2 separate regions of the Gossypium arboreum genome follow, and region 2 is linked to region 1. Evidence: chromatin contacts called from public Hi-C data. All regions are on one chromosome and are shown on one strand. Each heading gives the region's core, a stretch centred on a gene start, on an enhancer-like site or on the middle of the called end of the contact. The rest is flanking DNA. Distances are from core to core; before and after follow the strand shown.

Region 1 (5,049 bases), core at 2,028-4,527:
CAACTCATCGCTCACTTTAGAATTGTTGAAAGAAGCGACTAGAAGTTCACCATCGTTGTAATCTTCTACAACATCAGCTTCACCGAATTTTTCTAGTTGTTTTCCTTTTTGATTCGTAACCTCTCTTTTGATCTTGTTATGCAATTTATAGCACTCAGATTTAATGTGACCTTTCTTCTTGCAGTAGTTACAAGTTTTACCTCTGTTTGAAGACTTCGATCTACCCTTAGATTTACCGCAAGGATTTTTTTCCTGTATCCTTCCACGATCATTATCAGCATTCTTATCTTGTCTCCCATAAACAATGAGACCATCTCCCTGAGAGTCGAGTTTAACCACAAGATACTTCATCTTATCATACGAAGTTAAAGAATCATAAACCTCATCAACTGTGAGAGACTCGCGGCTATATAAAATCGTGTCTCTAAAGATTGAATAAGACGGGGCAACGAACAAAGTAGAATCAAACCTAGATCTTCCTTATCATATTGAACCTCCATGGCTTCCAAGTTTGAGAGAATTTCTTTTAACACTGTTAAGTGTTTGTGTACAGACACACCTTCCTCCAAACAATGAGCATAAAGACGTTGCTTCATATGCAACTTACTGTTTAGAGTTTTCGACATACATATTTGTTCCAGCCTCTTCCATAATGCAGTAGCGATTTTCTTCTTCATTACATCTTACAAAATTTTGTTAGACAAATGCACATGTAACTGTGTTAACGCCTTTCGATCTTTATGCCTCTTCTCTTCCTCCGTCAATGTCGAAGGCATCTTATTTATCCCTAGTAGGGCATCCTCTAAATTCATCTGTGCAAGAAATTCCTGCATCTTTATCTATCACAACGCGAAGCTGGTGTTGCGATCCAACAACTGAATTCCATACTTCAAAGACGTCATTATCGTGATTGAGATGAACAACCCGGAAGCTCGGATACCAATTTGTGAAAAATAGAACGTCTATAATGACAATGTATCGCAAAGAAAAGAGAAAGAAAAATAAAGAACACACAGATTTTACGTGGAAACCCTTTCAGGAAAAAACCACGGGCAGAGGAGAAGATAATTCACTATATCGAAATCGAATGATTACAAAAGGAGTAGGCTATGTCTATTTATAGACTTGTAAAACCATATTCTAATAGTAGTGTAATAAGATTGAAACACCTTATTCTAGTCAATATCAAATAGATAATAAGGTTTAAAAACCTTATTCTAAAATAAAATAAAAGAAGTGTAATTCTATATAAATTTTCCTTTTATTTTATTTTACCACTATATTTTATTTAAATAAGGATTTAGGTCACTCAATTTTAACAGAAGGATATTTGGAAGAACTTAACTTTTATTCTAATCACATTTATTAATTAAATAAGAGGAGCTCAAATTCCATTAGGAATTTCTTATGTTAAAGTTAACATCCAAGTCGAATAAGTGCCATAACACACAAGTTATAATAGGCTAGTTGAGTCGGTTTAATTATATGAGTTTATCTCTCTTGATTTAAATAAAAGTCAACTTATATATTTAATTAATATAATAATAAAATATTTTTCAAGAAATAATTGATTAATTTATACAACTCAGTTCTAATTTCGTTAAAATCATGACGATTATACTGTCCTAGATTTTATATGTAAACATATGTAATTATTCAAATAAAATTAGACAAAAATAATTATTTAATTTAATTTTTAGATATAAATAAATAATAATTTCAAAAATTATAATTTATCCTAAATTATCTCTTGCACTTGTAATCTACTTCTCATTTTTCCTTTTTGTCCCCTGTTGTTCATAGTTATATTGAACTAACGTATGAACACAATCAACATTAATAGTGATGCTGCTACTAAAACAAATGAAAAAAACTGTAGGTATACCACACCTGAAAGATTATAGAAGGTACCAAGCACAAGTGTTTGAAGCCATAGCTTTAAGGCTTAGTGCCAATTTGACAATGAGTTGCTGCTGGAGAAATGTGATATTTGAGTCGGATAATAATGTTGTAATTAAGACCCTCACAGACCCTTACAAATCCCCCTGGGGGATTAAAGTTGCTGCGGATGACATTTTATCTATTATTTCTTATTGTTCCTTTGTCCATTTTAGTTACTTGTTTGGGAAATGTAATTGATTGTGTGACAGATTAGATTGCAAGAAGCATAACTAGAGATAACCTACTTGGAGTGTTATAATCCCTGTAGGCATTGGAAAATTTGCTGTTATTTTCTTTTGAAAATATTTTTTTAATTAAAAATCTTATTGTAAAGAGAGGATCCAAAAGCAGTAAAGGAAACACGAAAAAGTGAGTTTGTCAGGTGAACATGTGAAAAAAAAAATATGGGAGGCAACAAACAAATCTTTAGATATCTCATCGTCAATTACAAAGTGAGAAGAAATGACGACTTAGGGTAGTAACTATTCACAATGTCTGTCAATGTTTCATGCTGCTGTCTCGACATGACATTTTACTACTAAGCCAAAAACATGTTAATCTTTTCATGGAACTGTATTGTTTTTTTTGTTTCTTACAACTATGTTTATTTGGTTGAACTTAAGTTGGAACTATCAAGCAAAAAAGATGTATTATTTACATTAAATTGAACTTTAAAATGAAACTCATTCTTAAATTTTTGAACTTTACAGTTTACACAAATATGAAACCGCTGAATAATTCTTGGGAAAGCCATTATTGATGTGGTGCAACCAGGCTTTGGCTAAAGCATTGCAAAGGACACCATGGTCCATGACTGATTTATGTGTTCCTTGCAGTCTTTCCAACATGTCGTCGAAACTCTTAACAACAAAGCACTGTTTATCAAAATGTTCTAATATCCATATATGATCATTTATAGAAATAATAAAGACGTCAAGCAAAAGCCAGTATTGCAGGTTTTAGTAAGTAGTTCTTAGGCTTGTGCTCACCTTGCCTTCAAATGAATAGCAGGCAATTAGTCCCGGAAAGCCTAAGGCCTTCAATGTTGATCCAAACTAGTTTTATTGCTAAGCCCACGGAAAGCTTGCCTTATGATAATCCAAACTTGGGACCTATCTTCCCTCCAATCCAAAAGGAAGGGCTAAATCTTTTTGCTAAAACCATATAATATAAAAATACAAACAAAAGAAATATTAAATCCGATTGGACTAGGGCCGTGGAGGAAACTTGGAATAGATCCAATAGACAAAAGTAATTAGAGTACATGAAAGACTCTAGAACCTGGACGATGCATCCACCTCCTGCTCGGCCTATCGGCTGCTCTCTTTTCGATTTGCACTGTGCTGCTGAGTTTGGTTATCGCTAGAATCTTCCCAATTTCTCTACAAATTAATCACATCATCAGAAATTTCGAGAATTTCACTACTTTTATCCACATATAAATATCCCCTCAAATCTTCTTACGATGGCAATAGAATTTAACATTGAAGTAGCATTCCCTTTAAGTCGCTAGCTCCAGACTTCCAATTCAAGAAAGTTCACTCTCACTCAGCGTATATACACAATGAGGCTCTTGCTGTTGCTCGTGGCGTGTTGTGTTGGCCTATGCAATGGATCGAGTTTGCTGCCATTCATGGATCCAGGCAGTGGCAGTCTGTTATTGCCTGATCCGTTCCGAGTGTTAGAGCAAATCCCACTTACCCTGGAGAGGGACGAGAGCTTGGCACTGTCGCCAGCCAGGGTGGACTGGAAGGAAACAGCGGAGGGGCATACGATAATGTTGGATGTGCCAGGGTTGAAGAAGGAAGAGCTGAAGATCGAAGTGGAAGAGAACCGTGTGCTGAGGGTGAGCGGGGAAAGGAAGAGAGAGGAAGAGAAGAAGGGCGACCATTGGCACAGGGTGGAACGCTCCTATGGCAAGTTTTGGAGACAATTTAGGCTGCCTGAGAACGTGGACTTGGACACTGTGAAGGCTAAGCTTGAAGATGGGGTGCTTACTTTGTCATTGACCAAGTTGTCTCCCGATAAGATTAAGGGTCCGAGGGTTGTCGACATTGCTGGAGGAGAGGCTAATGAAGCACCCAAGCTCCAGGGTAACGATGCCAAGCAGGAGCTTTAGATCCATCCTTGAATTGTTTTTCATGGCTTTCAAAGCTTTTTCCAGCCTGTTTATGTATTTGAATATATATGAGAAAATAATTACTAGAATTGAATAAAAATGTTATCAAAATTATAATGTAACGTAACGCGAGGTAAGATATTGATGTATCTAAAATTTGATTTTCACGATGGTATTATGTTTTCCTAACTAATCATCTTTGTCTGCCTCTCTCTCTGATCGTTTGTTTTGTTAAGTGTGTTTAAAGATATTTCAACCTCGATATGCTACACAGAGTCAGAATAATTTATATATTGTATATAATATAATATTAACTGTGTTTGGATAAGAAGTTTAGAAAATAAATTTTATTTATATTTAAATTTTAAAATTGTAAAAATGTATTTATTTATTTAGATAAATATAATGGAGAATTTTAAAATTTGTGAGGAATTAAAGAGATTTGAGTAGCTTATTTTTTTCAAATTTTATTCAAAATGTTTTTTGTAATTTCTCATAATTTTAATTTATTTAAAGCATACGATTTCATTATAAAAAAGAATGTAAATTTCAAAATTAATTTTATTTATTATAATATATATTTTTATTTTATTTTATTAAATATAATTATATTTTTTACAAATTTAATAAATCTATATTATGCTATTTTTTTTAATATTATTTTTAAATTTATAAAATTTCAATAATTTACATTCTTATAGAATTATTTATCCAAACAAAACAATTACAATTCAAAATGTAACGCCCCAATTTTCGGGAATTCTGTGAATGTTGACAAAATTTCATGCTTTGATTTTGTCATTTGTGAGTGAAATTATGAAATAGGACCTATGTGAAAATGTTTGAAAATGCTATAGGCTAAATTGAAGTGGCCAAATAAATAGGAGTGCAAAATAGGAGGATTTGCATGATAAACCTCTCATTTTACATGAAGTGGCCAACCATCATGTTGTAGACAAAATGTACACTTGATATCCATAATTTATGGT
Region 2 (5,101 bases), core at 2,232-4,731, 99 kb after region 1:
GTTTAATCTAGGTTGTAACCCATTGCTCACTCATCCCGGTTATACTCATTAGTTTTTTTAAGAAAGTTAAGATACTGACGGCTCTAGAATAAGCTTTGTCAGCTTAGATCCTTAGGCGACGGAGCAGAGTTGTGTACTCTTCTACAGTGGGCACCAAGTCTGCCTTTTCAAAAGTAAAATAGCTATAAGCGGGATTCCAATATTGGGCCAGATCTTAGAATAAGTGCTTATCTACTTTTACATCAAGAAAATAAGGCAAATCACCATAGTTATAGTAAAATAACTACTTGGTTTTGTCATCCCATTGGTTCCATACTTCTTTCAACTCTTAGAGATTATTCTGACTCATACTGATATGAGTGAAATCTCATAATTCTGACATGTATCACTCCATCAGGCTGTCACCCTTTTCTTGTTGTGTCTTCTCAGACCATGTCCGGACGGCCGCATTGTCTTTCACTTTATCAAGAAATCCCTTTTCCATGACAAGCTCTCTATTTAGCACTGAACGTGAATCAACACCCTTTTCTATGATGAAAATGCAATGCAATCACAGCCAAAACAAAATGAAACAAATCAATACATTTCATACAAATCTAGAATTCAAAGCAATAAATAATAAATAGAACACCTAATCGGGTGACCACTAGTGGTTCGATATGGTTCTAGGCTCCTAGGGCTCATTATATATGGTTCGGTTCTAAAGTAAGGGTGCATGAACCAATAGATTCTAATCCTCAACCATTATAGGCTCATACGGGCTGAGTTCGGTTCAGGGGAATACATTTCCCTATAGTTATATGAAGATAAAAGCCTCACAAAGACATAGGTACGGATGTATCTCGAATACGATCCACTATCCTTTGCGGAGGTGAAAACCTCACGAAGGAATAGCTTTCACTCTCACTTAAGAAGGGAAAAATTGAACGATTATGCAATGCGATATGCGGAAATATACCAAGAGACTCGAACCAATAAAGCAAACATATCATTATGTAACAAAATAATAAAGACTTGATTTAGCACAAAAATGAAAGGGATCGTAACTTTAAATCAAATTATCGATTTTCAACAAAAAGACCAAAAGTAATCAACTCACGACTTGACTGTCTTATTTTGTCCCCAGTGGAGTCACCAAGCTATCGAAACCTTTTTTTTGAAATCAACAATTTATTTTAAAATGAAAATGGGAGTCACCACCAATCCTTTTTATTTAGGTGTGATTGGATCACCTCAAAGCTTATTTTAACAAAATGTTATACTTATTAAAATGATACTTTTTGGTCTACAAAATTAAGGAAATAGGTTTGGGAGTCAATTACGTACGAGAAAGGATTAGCACCCTTGTAACGTCTAAAAACGGTACCTAGTTGATTAATTGATGTCTTAGTGTCGAGAATTGAAAATTTAAAAAGAGTTTAAAACACGATCCCTTTGGGTATTAAGGCATTACCTAACTAAAGTAATTTCTGCAAAAGGGGCTTATTTCAGGTTAATCGAGAAGAAAGGATCATGTCCCATAAGTTAAGACACAATGCCTTAAATCCTTGAAAACGAGAATAAACGCCAATTGATCCGTTACTTAAATATCATTTTTTTATTTATTTTAAAGTAGATATTCGACTATCTTGGTTTTAGAAAAAAGTCATATTCTATAAGTTAGGAACACGACTTTTCTAATTCCAAAATAATGAACATTACCTTGATTTAAAAAAATATTCCTTTTTTATGCATCGTACAAACACGAACGTAAGATTTAAAGTAATGTGTATTTAGCTTATTCGGGCATAGTATAAAAACAGGTAAATGTATTTGAACACGATTCGTGGCATGGTTGAAAAAATAATAAAATCAAATGGAAGTATAAAAAATAGAATGACAATATACGGGAAATAAAAATGTCGTGCTAGTAAATGACAATGCAACATCAATTTGTAGTAATAATGGCCTAATAATAATACGCATAATAAAATATAAAAGTGTAATAATAATAATAAATCATAATACTAATATGCATAATAAAATATAATAATAATGATAATGATAATAAAATATCAAAGTACATAAAAGGAAAAATAAATAATATAAATTCTAAACATTTAAAAAGGTAAAAAAATAAAAGGTAGAAAAATAATAAATAATAAATAAAAGTTCACCAAGGACTAAAATTATATAGGCTAGGACTGAATTAAAATTTTAGTGAAATTAAAGGTACAAATTGTAAAATAAATAAATTAATCAATAAAGGACCAAAATAAAATGCATGAAAATAACCAGGGACCAAACGGGCAATTATCCCAAACCCTTGGGACACGCGTCATTCTCTTGAGGGTCAACAATCTGAAGACTAAATTGAAACAAGCAAAAAATTAAATGGTATAATTTCTAAAAAGAAATATAGTGGAATTATAATTAAAATAACTCAAAAGGCGGAAGGACTAAAATCGCAAATATCCCCCTTAAGAAACACGTGGATCTTAGGGCAGTTCAGGTCGTGCAATTGGGTCGATTGAAAGGACATCGTTTAGGGCATCCGAGTCTTAAAATGGTCCATGGGCCAAAATGAAAATAAAAAGAAATCAAATGGAAAAATAGAAAAAATAAAAAAATGAAATAGGACTAAATTAAAACAAGCCGCAAAAGCGAAAGGACCAAAGGCGCAAATAGACCATTTTTAAGAAACACGCGGATCTTAAGGCGGGTCGAATCTATTTTGGAGTTGACTTCAAAACGACGCGATTTTGGGGCTTCTGAAGTCAAGCCAAAATAACGTCGTATCAACGTCTTATAAAAGTAAAGAATCAGAAAAAAATTTCATTTCCAACAGCATTTTTTTTTTAAATCTCCTTTTTCTCTGTTTTCTATCTAGGCACAGCCCAGAATCTGACTATCGAGTCGCCGTGAGTCCGTCGTGGCCACCGATCATCGGCAACGGCGTCCGTCGCCTTCGATGGCCGGAGAGAAAAGAAAAAGCCTTTTTCAGCCTTCTCTCGACCCAATCTGAGGGCTAAACCTTCGGTTCACACACAAAAAAAAAAAAAAAGAAATCTTTAACCCCCTGCCTTGCTAATTTTGACGCTGAAAAAGGGTTCCGACAACGGGTATATGAAAGGACTCAGGTGAAGAACTATTTTTACTTCTATTTATTATTTTTTTTTTTGAAATAAAACAGAACAAGAAAGAAAAAAGTCACTTTTGTTCTTCTTTTTAACACTTTTTTTTTGTATATTTTCGTCCGTAAAAAATATTACAATCTGGTTATGGCTTTTATAACCATATGTTACACTATTCATTTTTACTGTTCGTTCTACTGTTTCTTTTGTATGTTTGTTCTTTTTTTGAAGGTCGTGGTTGACGGTGACGGTGGCAGAGGCAGTTGACAGTGGCAAACCTCGGGGCGCGAGCATGTTGACATGGCAAGGAGCGGCGCAAAAGAGGACTTAAGGTTTTAAGGTTTCTGAAAATAGTTTAGGTTATGGGCTTGTTGGGCTTTGGGTTATGGGCTTGTTGGGCTTTGGGTTATTGGGTTTGTTGTTTAGGTAGTGAATTTTAAATTTGGGCTAGCATTGTAATTGAACTTTGAACTTAATGGATTTTATTGTTTTTAATTTTATTTTTTATTTAATTTTGGGCCCAAATAAAATTGGGCTTCGACAGAGAGGAAAGGAGAAGATTTTATAATGAAATAGAAAGAGGGTATAATGTGGATCCTATTGAGTAAAGACCCCATCATTTAGGTCCTAATGGTAAGGTGGCAGTGAATCAAATTAAAGGGTGTTCGAGTTGATCTAATGTGTCCAATAGGTAGGTTTGTTTTGAGGAGTTTGTATTGGGAAGTGATAGAAGAATTGGTGTTGGTTTTAGCAAAGGATATGTTAGAGATTTGGAGGTTGCTTTGAGATGTCTTTCAAATTATTTTCATACAGGTATAACATATTTAAGTAGGTAGTATTATATATTAATATTGAAAAGATTCGGGCTAAGGTTGTGATTATGTCTTACCTTTGAAGGATAATAATTCAATAAGTGAATTTAAAAACTACTTGACATGTGAAGCTAAGGGGAACCTCATGAATTTGACATGGAACCCAGCACCAATGTGAGGATATCTATTATCCTTGGAAACAAATTAGAATAATGACCTACTCATTATAAAGAGTTAAGAACCAATATTATCACAAGATTAACACTTGAAATTAAAGCTACCCGATTGAAAGAAAACAAGCCAATAAATTGAATTGGGCAGCCATAAGATTAATTAAAATAAGCAAACCAAGAAATGAAATCCAAATTTAAAAGACAACTTCAAAGAGTTTAATAAACAAGTCCAAGAGCCCATCTTCTTTGCATTTCTCTACAAGATTGAAGACGCCACTCGCTTCGCTTGAATCAATCAGCCTTCTCTTCGAGAACCCTCCATTACCATTACTCCCCTATCTACTTTTACACTCAAACTTGGATTCATCCACAAGTTGTTTTATTTATTCTTGTTTTTATTCTGTGTTTATTTTTAAAACTTCTCAATTGCATCCATTTGCTCCGTTGATTTTTACTTGTTTTAAACTACTTTCAAGAGACTTCTGATTAGTTTTAAATTAGAATTATGTAAAGCTAAACCTTTTTTTCCCGATTTGTTTTTCTTTCTAGCTTATAACAAATTTTCCTATTCCAAAAACAATTTTATTTCACTCTAGATTTATATTCCATATTGACGTTCCCCGAGAAACTTGTTTTTTTCTTGTTTTTTAAATGGAAACCATTTAACGCAAAGCTAGAATAAAATGGAAACCATTTTACCCATAGCTAGAAAAAATAGTTCAAATTTAATTCATTTGATGATAAAGTTAACATTGTATCGCAAATAAATCATGTTATTATTGGTTCTAATTAGTTTCTTTGTGGAACAAATTTAATACAAAGGCCATATATATCATTATCTATACATAATAAATACATTCCTTGTCCCCATTGAACAAATATAGAACTCTGTACAAACTATAATACAAAAGATTACATTGTTTACACTTAGCACAAACATTCCACCTCAGCTTCCAATATTATTCCTGAACCAAAATATAATATTATCATACAAATTAACTGG

The links. Hi-C and Micro-C count contacts between places; a contact is called where the count stands out from the background.
Region 2: a contact with region 1 is called in a Hi-C map of leaf, with 5 times the contacts expected there. The contact joins the enhancer-like site here to the promoter of LOC108462900 in region 1. A contact is called at or near these places in 4 of 5 Hi-C or Micro-C datasets (all in leaf).

What each region holds. Positions count from the first base shown.
Region 1 is chr13:101,967,660-101,972,708 of ASM2569848v2, forward strand. LOC108462900 (22.0 kDa class IV heat shock protein-like) reads left to right here and starts at 3,278. Exons shown (of 1, transcript XM_017762812.2): 1 at 3,278-4,160. The coding sequence starts at 3,506. The coding sequence ends at 4,060.
Region 2 is chr13:102,066,255-102,071,355 of ASM2569848v2, forward strand. It overlaps LOC108463850 (DEAD-box ATP-dependent RNA helicase FANCM), which reads right to left. Exons shown (of 23, transcript XM_053024209.1): 23 at 4,909-5,101. Among protein-coding and RNA genes, the nearest start is that of LOC108463850, 16 kb to the right of the region's middle. Within about 2 kb of position 3,482, at least 2 of the 2 cell types and tissues checked have an H3K27ac peak or open chromatin away from gene starts, as enhancers often do. A contact at or near this core is called in leaf, where this site is marked.